Linked DNA regions of Arabidopsis thaliana: region 2 is linked to region 1. Evidence: chromatin contacts called from public targeted proximity ligation data. All regions are on one chromosome and are shown on one strand. The core of a region is the stretch at or near the end of the contact, and the rest is flanking DNA. Distances in the headings are between cores, read along the strand shown.

The links.
Region 2: a contact with region 1 is called in a targeted proximity ligation map of shoot, with 16 read pairs. A contact is called at or near these places in 6 of 26 Hi-C or Micro-C datasets (callus, cotyledon, leaf and 3 more), 1 of 2 datasets of targeted methods (shoot) and 1 of 3 other capture datasets (root).

What each region holds. Positions count from the first base shown.
Region 1 is chr4:13,503,011-13,507,722 of TAIR10.1, reverse strand. It overlaps AT4G26860 (Putative pyridoxal phosphate-dependent enzyme, YBL036C type), which reads left to right and starts at 2,847. Exons shown (of 7, transcript NM_118820.7): 1 at 2,847-3,251; 2 at 3,431-3,497; 3 at 3,576-3,622; 4 at 3,727-3,814; 5 at 3,889-4,022; 6 at 4,124-4,222; 7 at 4,355-4,670. The coding sequence starts at 3,030. The coding sequence ends at 4,432. It overlaps AT4G26870 (Class II aminoacyl-tRNA and biotin synthetases superfamily protein), which reads right to left and starts at 2,432. Exons shown (of 9, transcript NM_118821.6): 1 at 1,863-2,432; 2 at 1,685-1,795; 3 at 1,499-1,612; 4 at 1,097-1,387; 5 at 913-1,023; 6 at 780-833; 7 at 509-704; 8 at 308-422; 9 at 1-230. The coding sequence starts at 2,342. The coding sequence ends at 104.
Region 2 is chr4:13,537,615-13,542,326 of TAIR10.1, reverse strand. AT4G26960 reads left to right here and starts at 2,674. Exons shown (of 2, transcript NM_118830.3): 1 at 2,674-2,735; 2 at 2,996-3,658. The coding sequence starts at 2,674. The coding sequence ends at 3,404. AT4G26965 (NADH:ubiquinone oxidoreductase, 17.2kDa subunit) reads right to left here and starts at 2,822. Exons shown (of 9, transcript NM_179124.2): 1 at 2,499-2,822; 2 at 2,053-2,109; 3 at 1,850-1,902; 4 at 1,672-1,723; 5 at 1,328-1,390; 6 at 1,192-1,251; 7 at 735-777; 8 at 545-595; 9 at 1-349. The coding sequence starts at 2,610. The coding sequence ends at 286.

The DNA.
Region 1 (4,712 bases), core at 1,598-4,097:
ACTGCACCAAAAAAATAACTTAGAAATCGGGAGCGGGGACAATTATCAAAGATAGATATTAAGGGAGCGAGCCTTTGAGAGTCGCCAGGGAAGAGCAATGATATTAGGGAGTGAGCCTTTGAGAGTCACGAGGGAATAGCGAAGTTTTGCGGATGTTATTGAGGGCACATAAGAGCATTACCACACGCTCCAGCCCCACTCCGAATCCACCGTGAGGTGGTGCACCGTACCTGTAAACATGCAGCCACTCGTCAACTCAACTCAACTCATAGTAGGAACCCAACTGGATCGATCAGTTTGTGGTTACCTGAATGCATCAATGTACGTGGATATTGTCTTGACATCAATGCCGCATTCTCTTGCGCGCTTCTCCAAGAGTTCTGGGTCATGGATACGTTGAGCTCCTGACATGATCTCCTCTCCTATAAGACAGAAAGCTCAAATTTAGTATTATTAAATCAAGTGTAGAAGTAACATAATTGGGTGACAAACTCATAGATGCACGCACCTCTGATGAAGACATCGAAAGAGTTGCTGTAGTTAGAATCATTTTCATAGGGCATAGTGTAGAACGGTCTGACAGCCGATGGATAGCGATGCAGCATGTAGAACTCCGTCTTGTACTTTTCCAGAACAAGCTGGCCAAGTTTCCTCTCAGATTCTGTATTTAGATCACCAAGAGGATCAACCTCCTCGCCAGCTTCCTGTCAAGATGACCCAACTATTATTTATTCATAGTCTAACTCATCAAGTTGGATGCAAAAAAAATCCTGTCATACCTTAAGCATTTGAATCCCTTCTGCAAAGGTTAGCCTCAATGTTTGCGGAAGAAACTACAAGTTTAGTGCCAATCATCAGTATCCAACACAAAAGAAACTCAGTTTTTTCCTAAGAATCCAAAAGATAGATTACCTTCAAAGATTGAAAAGGGTATTGCTTTCTGACAGATTCAAGTTCCTTTGGGCACCTTTCTTCTATTTTTGTGAATATGAACGGAAACAACTCCCCCACAAGATCCATTATCTGCACCAATTATAAGCACTAGTGAAGAGATGAAATATTATTAATATCTTAACAGTAGCACAATCATACATACCTCAGAGTAGTGCATTCGAATCTCCATCTCCACATCAAGACCAACGAATTCACACAGGTGTCTATGAGTGAAGGAGTCTTCAGCTCTGAAAACAGGACCAACCTCAAAGACGCGTCGCATGTCACCACATATCGCCATCTGCTTATGAAGCTGAGGAGACTGAGCCAGACAAGCAGGCTGCCCTTTGTAGTCCAACCTAAACACAGCAGAACCTCCTTCACTACTGCCAGCGATCAATTTCGGTGTGTGGATTTCAAGAAACCCCTTGGATTGTAAGTATTCTCTGAACGCCTACACAAACAATTAAATCATGCAATGAACTATTAGGATAATGACAAATCATATCCTAGTTGACACTAACTAGCTATAATCCTCCATGTTGCATATCAAATCAGAGCTTACAATTTGGACTTGGCACTGAATACGGAAGATGGCTTGATTAGCCGGTGTTCTGATGTCAAGAACCCTATTATTCAAACGTGTGTCCTGAAGGACACGAGCAGCTTGTTTGCCATCCTGCAGCAGCTCTCTTATGAAGGAATATATAAATAATCATAAGCAGCTCCAAATCTTAAAACATTATTCTACCTTGCCAGATTTTTCAATATCTGATTCACTACGAGCAGCATCCTCCACAACAAGTGGTAAATTTGGCAAGGATCTGCTGAGGCAGTACATTTTTCTGACATGTATTTCAACCTGCAACAACATTATCGATGAGTTCATGTATGTCGCTATTCGAATCAATCAAAGAAAAAAAGGAAACCTGCTGGGTGGTTCCTGTGAGAGGCTTCTTAGGGTGAGAGACGACACCGATAAGCTCAACAACAGATTCACGACTCAGCTGCTTGACAAATTTAATCATGTTTGCACCAACTCTGGTCTCCTCCACCACGCATTGAACCGTGAATCCACTTTCCCTCAAGATCACAAACAATTTGGTACCGACTAAGCGATTCTTGTGCAGTCGACCTCTGATCGAAACCTCTGACCCCACAATCTCTTCAACCAAGTTGCTCACATCAGTGAGCTCTTTTCCCTCAACAGCCGACTGCAACTCGTTAGTAGTCACGTCACCGTAGTTGCTGGAACACGATTCATCCTCCTCCTCCAGAGAAAGAGATGATGATGTGGCTTCTTCTCGTTCCTGTTTACGGAGCAACTTCTCCAGTTTAGCGGCTCGCTTCTTTGACTCTTTCTTGCTTATTTTTTCTCCACATTCCTCCAAAACCTCTGATCCCACCATCTCTTCTCCAGTAAATTGATAGCTGCGGCAGAGAGAGAGAGAATGAGAATAAGATAACTCTTTTTGAGCTAGGGTAGATAACTATTGTTGGGCTTGAAAGGCCCACAAAACATATTGGTCCAGCGAAGACCCATGTAAAGCACAAGTTGAATTGATTTGAAGTTTACAGTGATAATAATTTTTTTTTTCTTTTTTTTTTCACTGATTTATTGGATATTGTCAAAGACTTTTACAAACCCACAAATGGGCTTAACATAAGACCCAAAAAAGTACAAACAGAATACATGAAATTCGAAAAATATATACAGAAGTGAAAATTAAAACATGAATAAGAGGTGGGTGTAATTTTACATTGAATGATGTTATGTCCAATCAATAAGTGGTGGGTGTGGGTGTAATTTTGAATCCCATAACGTTTTGAAAGGGTATATATAAAAACACAATTTTGATATTGTTTATGCAATAAAGATTCCAATAATCTCGTGAATTGATGACTATATACATCAACCCTTACATGTGTCTCTGCCTTGGAAATTTTGATTAAAAGTGAAGAGATAAATAATCGCAATTAGTATTGAACGTGTGGACCGTGAATTATCCAATTAAAGGCCATAAACTAATTTACGTGACAAAAACATTACTCCCGAAGAAGCCCAAATTGACGACAGGCGTTAGTGGCGATTGGCGATGGCAGCTCCTGCGGTGGAGGCAACCGTCGCAAGTGCTCTCCGCTCTGTGATTCTTAGAGCTCGTAAGGCGGCGGAGCAAGTAGGAAGAGATCCCGAGCGGGTCAGGGTCCTTCCAGTCTCCAAGACTAAACCCGTCTCACTTATCCGCCAAATCTACGACGCAGGTCACCGTTGCTTCGGCGAGAATTACGTTCAAGAAATCATCGATAAAGCTCCACAGGTTCCTCTCTCCAATCCTTGTTATCTTCACTAGATAATCGATTTCATTTCAAAATCCGAATGTTTATCCTTCAATCACTAACTACTATGTGTCTCTCCATTTTCTGGGAATGTGATATATTTTGTGCTTTTGATGATGCTAATGGAGCTTCTCCTTCACTTTGTTTGATTGATATACAGCTTCCGGAAGATATAGAGTGGCATTTCGTGGGGCATTTACAGAGCAACAAAGCCAAAACGCTATTGAGTCTGACTTTTATCCCCATCTTTAATATTGAATTAGGGGTTTAGTGAAAGTGAAAGTCGTTTAATCCAATGTTTGCAGCTGGAGTCCCAAATTTGGCAATGGTTCATGGTGTGGATGGAGAAAAGGTATTATAACTAGCGATTAGAGGTTGTTGTGGCGTTTAACTTGCACAATTCACTTTACTAGGAGGTTATTTTGGTTATACAATCACTTGGGATTGATTTCACAGGTAGCAAATCATCTAGATCGAGCTGTTTCAAATCTTGGGAGACATCCACTAAAGGTTTTGGTCCAAGTGAACACAAGCGGAGAAGTTTGTGAGTATTTTACCTCTATGCTGATTTCCTTGTCCAGCCTCTTCAGTTGGCTGACTGATTGATTATGGATGCAGCTAAATCTGGAATCGAACCTTCTAGCGTTGTAGAGCTAGCAAGACATGTGAAACATCACTGTCCAAATCTGGTATTCTCCGGATTAATGACTATTGGGATGCCTGATTATACGTCTACCCCAGAGAACTTCAGGGTATTCTACTACTTGATTGGATACTTGTTTTACGTGTTCTCGGGTTATTCCTACAAGTTTTACTTACCAAGGTTTATTCTTTTCCCCATAAACCGGGACAGACACTTTCAAACTGTAGAGCTGATGTATGCAAGGCACTTGGAATGGCTGAGGATCAATTTGAACTGTCCATGGGCATGTCTGGTGACTTCGAGCTAGCGGTAATATCTTTGTCTCTCTTCTAATATCGAAAATGCAATCAACTCAATATCGAAAATCATTTGAATGTGTTCTTTCTTTCATCCGAGGAACCACATATATGTGGAAGATGATCTTTGACTATGTTTCTGCAGATTGAGATGGGAAGCACCAATGTGAGGGTTGGTTCCACCATTTTCGGACCAAGAGAGTACCCCAAGAAAACAACTTAGCTACTATGCTCAAACACTTGTTGTAAAATTCATGTATAATGTTATTTTGTCGATTATTTTAAACAATTTTATTCTTCATTGATAAACTTAGGTGTATTCACAAAGTTACTTTATAGAAAATTAGAAATCAATACATTGTTAAGGGCTTTGTAACTGAGTTGAATATTTGTAACAGCAGATATCGCATTTTGATACTTGTCCTCTCGAAATTGATGTTTACTGACGCACGATTATTGGGAATTTGGGACTTAGTGGTGTACCAATAGCATCTCAGCTTTCA
Region 2 (4,712 bases), core at 1,425-3,924, 35 kb before region 1:
AGCTAGGCTCCTCTTCAGCTATGAAGGACAAGGCAGGCTAAAAGTCTCAAGCATTATGCCAAGAGACAAACACCCTAAACAAAACAAAGTATAAGAAGATGGCTTCTCATTTTGACTCTTCTAAGTCCTCAATGACAGCGTGAAAGGACACAATTTTAGGGTCTTGAAAAGCTCTCTGGTCTTATGGCTCATCTGTAAGGCTCAAACCAATCGGTTGTGTAGAGTACAACAAACAAAATAATTGAATAGTATGTTGGTTTGTCATCTGCGTGAAGAGAGATGTGTTTAGGATGGTGGCTGCCATGTCCCGGGCCTAAATGATGATCCAGATCCTGATGGCTCTGTTGTCCTGCATCATCATCAACATCAACATTAACATTAGTTTAATTTAAAGCATACCAAACACAATACATAACTTATGTTCATAGAGAACAGTTTCAGCATAGTAGCAGTCTGTAACTATCAGAAAGAACGAGTCATGTTTCGTATCCGTGAGCTAGAATCTGAACTTTAGGATTAACAATGTCAAGTTGGCTAGACTTACTTTGGTTCGGGTGGTTCTGCAGAAACTATCTCGGGTTCATGTTCCTTGGCCCTGTAAAGCAATGTGAGAACATGTGGTTATGTTAGTCTTCTGAAAGATGTTGTGCTTTGCATCCAGGAAAAAATAGAATGTAAGAAGATTTAACACATATATGATTAGTGCGGAGATATTATGAATCATGATGACTCACCTTGATTTATCTGCTTCTTCACTAGCTTCCTCTGGTTCACCACCTTAAAGCATTAACAAAAAAAGGAAATAAACTTAACTGTCAGTCTTACTTCCACGACTTTATGGTCGAACCATAATCTCTTTTAAGGTTATAAGAAATCTAGCAACTGTAGTAACCTCAGCCCTTGAATCAACAAATGACTTAAACGATATATAATGGTGCATGAGAACAATTTTGTTGCCCTTTTAAGCTACCGCAATCATAATGGTTATATGGGGAACATTCAAAAGATGTTTCTTTCACAAAACTATTATAATCATCAGCCAATGGACACCATTTCATGGGTCAAACACCACAAAAATATAAACGCATATCCATCATAATCTCTATCAAATTTACACAAGGGATTCCTAAGAAGTTAGTCATCAGCATCTATGGTGACTCAATTAATCTATTGGCAGAGAAAATGTAATACCTTTTGAATCTGGTGGAAATTGGCGAACAAAGCTTGTCAAATCTGGACCATCAACTTTACCTTTACACAAGGAGACCGAACATTAAGCTACCAATTCATAAATGAAACAAATTTTCTGGGCTCTAATGTTAATTACCAATGGTGATTTTGCGTCCGGTGCCTACTCTGGCTTTCTTCTCCTCCTCTTCCTTCTTGAGAACTTGACAAGGAAATAAAGGCAAAAGAAAAACGATAAATGTTTTGCCTTGAACTTGAGCGACATATTAAATGGAAAATTTGCATACGGATTTCTTGACTTGCTAACACAGAAACAGAAATAATTCTTGACTTTGTTCATTCACAACTTCGAAGTTCATAAAATCAAGTCCTCAAAGTCATAAACTGTTTGCAGTAAGGATCAATGACACAAGGAAATAATAATTTTAAGACGTTTAAAAGGATATAAGTTTAGAAAATGTATTTATAAGCTGAAACACCTACGAGCAACATTAAGCTTTACACGCTCACGCCTTGCTTCAAGTTCAATCATTTCCTGAACCAATAACAAACACCAATATCAAAGGCCAAGCATAGCCAGTCTGTATGCAATGAAAAACTTCCATGGTAAGAACACTATGCTGACCACAAATAATTCTGGTTAAAAAGGAGTTTATCTTACCTCAGGAGTAGGAGCCCTTTTTCGCTGCCCATTCAGCCAACAAATCCATTCAACTACAACATTGATCAAACAAAAATGTAACTAGATTCGTGTATACATGCCATATATCTTATAGATGTGCTTATTTCAGATCTGACATCACTCAAGTAAATGAATATATGGTCGTATATAACAACCCATTTTATGTTTTAAAGAAGAGTTACCAGGAATAGAGGTTGGGTCCTCCTCTCGTCTAAACTTGACCCATCTTTTCTCCTTCACTGGATAGTAGAAAGAAGCACATCAGAATATATTACTCTACAAATGGATTCTACAAGAGTCTTAATATTCGTTTTGATCATCTAAATAACCTCTGTTAGTTTCATTTTACATGATCACACTTAGCTGAATCTTTTCATGTATGAAAAGAAGCAGACAATGTTCTTTAAAACAATACGATATTAATTTTTCTAAATCCATTTGCTTCACTGCAACTCGCGATATGCAAAGACAGCTGATTCATCAAATCGTACGGAGAAAACCAAAGAAATTCAGCAACTTGACAAATTTAAGAGATACATAAATTTCACGCAATAACCAAATTCCAACATAAATCAAACAAAAAAAAAGATTTTTTAAGGAAATAAGAGGTTGGAAGAACAATACTCGCCGAATCCGTCAATCTCCTCCATTCTGGAAAAGTACTTGTTACCAGTCTTGTCTACTCCGATAAAACTCTTGCTACTGAACAATCCCGCAAATCTCGCCCATAGCCTCGACATAGCTTCTCCCGCCGATTTCTTCTTCGTATGATCCAAAAACTCAAACACAACACACCCAGAAGAATGAATTGTTCCCCAATCGAGTCTGCTCCGTCCGGATCAAAAAGAATCCGACCCGGTAACGGGTATTTAATGTGGAAGAATATCCGACCCGATTAATCACCGGTTTAATTAAATGAACCAGGGATTGGAATACACCGGTTTAAGTTTCAGGATTAGCTGGTTATCGAACGTACGTATCGTATTCTTACTTATTCAAAACAAAACCTTAATTTTAATTTTCCCGCCTCTCGAATTCCCAATTCCAGTTTTCCCGCCTCTCCATCACACCCACTCCTTCCTTTACAAAGAGCCCCCCTTCGTTTCCCCAATCATCCTTTCTCAGGTCCCTCACAATCCTCTTCTACACCATGAAAGGAATCTCCAGATCGCCGGTGAGAAGAAACGACGGTTTCCATCGTTACATGAAACCAGGGGCTCTGGCTCAGATCCGTAACGCTAGAATCAACAACGCTAGATCCAATTTCCCCCTGACTCGTTCTCTCTCGGACCCAGTCGACCCGCCTTCATCATCTTCCGAGAGTCCTATTGCCGCGACGCCGCAGACGATAACTATGGATCAGATGCCCCATCTCTTGAGCAAGATCTACGGTCCGTATCGAATCGGTAGGAAGAAACTTGGCCCTGCGAGATCTGCGATGGTGAAATTGAACCCTTCTCCAAATTCTATACTCGAATCTATTAATGGTAACAGCAACGTACTGAACAATAATGATGTTTTAGTTGCTCATTGAATGAAGCTTAAAGTGAAATTTCCCTTCTTCTGTAGATTACTTTGTAACTGATACTCTTTGGGGAAATATCTTCACTACTCATCAGACTTTTATAAATACCAGAATCTCATTCATGTTTCTTCACCATCTATCAGTAGATTGATATCACTTTGTTAATTGAATTCATATTCCCTGTTTGGCTTAGATCATAGATTACTCCTACATGTTTATTATACATGTTCTGTTGTTATATGGATCATTTCTCAGACTTTAACCTAATTATCTAGACTTGATTTTGAAGTAAATCAACCCTTGATAAGGGGATACAAGATTGATCTCATATATAATGTCTATCATTCCTCTGATTACAAATCGATATATGGGTCTCATTTGGTTTCAAGGATTGAAGCATATGCGAGTTATACGGGTCATGCTTTTTATAGCCTCAACATCTTATTGTTGCATCTCCTTTATGATGACTATGTTTTCTGTCGATGAATGAATGTGGGCAAATTTATTGGTTAGTCAGTAATCTTGAAATTTGATATCCAATATCGTGAGCGATGTTGGATTTCTCTAGACAAATGTAGTGGGAAATTTAGAATGAGAATGAAAACTTGAAAGAAATTGGAACAACAACGACGAACAATTGTCATAGTGTATAAAAGGTTAAAATAAGACGACCATATTTTGACGATAACGGAAAATCAAGACGATTATAAAATCGGAGAAACCAGAAAATCAAAAACCGAGATGTGACGTGTGTATTTATTAGATCAGCGCCGGTTTACCGGAAAAGGATAGATCCCATACAACAATATCTAAAATCAACATAAACCTCTAAAACCCCCAAGTATCGACAACAAAACGATTAGAGATCAGAAAAGTAAAACCCCCAAACCCAAAGAATCCAAGGAAACAATTATAAAATCCAAGACCAAGACTTGATGTGGTAAAAGAATACTCTTGAAATCTTGTTCAGTTTATATCAATTCTATATATTTAATCATGAGCCTATAACAATGTTGTTGGATTATTATATTTGGAGATTAAATAAAACCATAAATAGTTTATTTATAATCAAGTTGAACAATTTTCAAATCATCCAAGACACGATCATTTCTCTAATATTGATATATGCAGTGACAAAAAATCCAAAAGTGTTGACTTCAATGACATTCAATTTTTGCTATCTTTTTATTTTTTTGTACAAATACTCTTCAGATCTTTTTCAGTTGATGTCAATCCAAACTTTAATCATGAATCTATCACAATCTACATATACATTTTTGCAGCCATTTTGTGAAATAAATCCTGGAGTTGGGACTT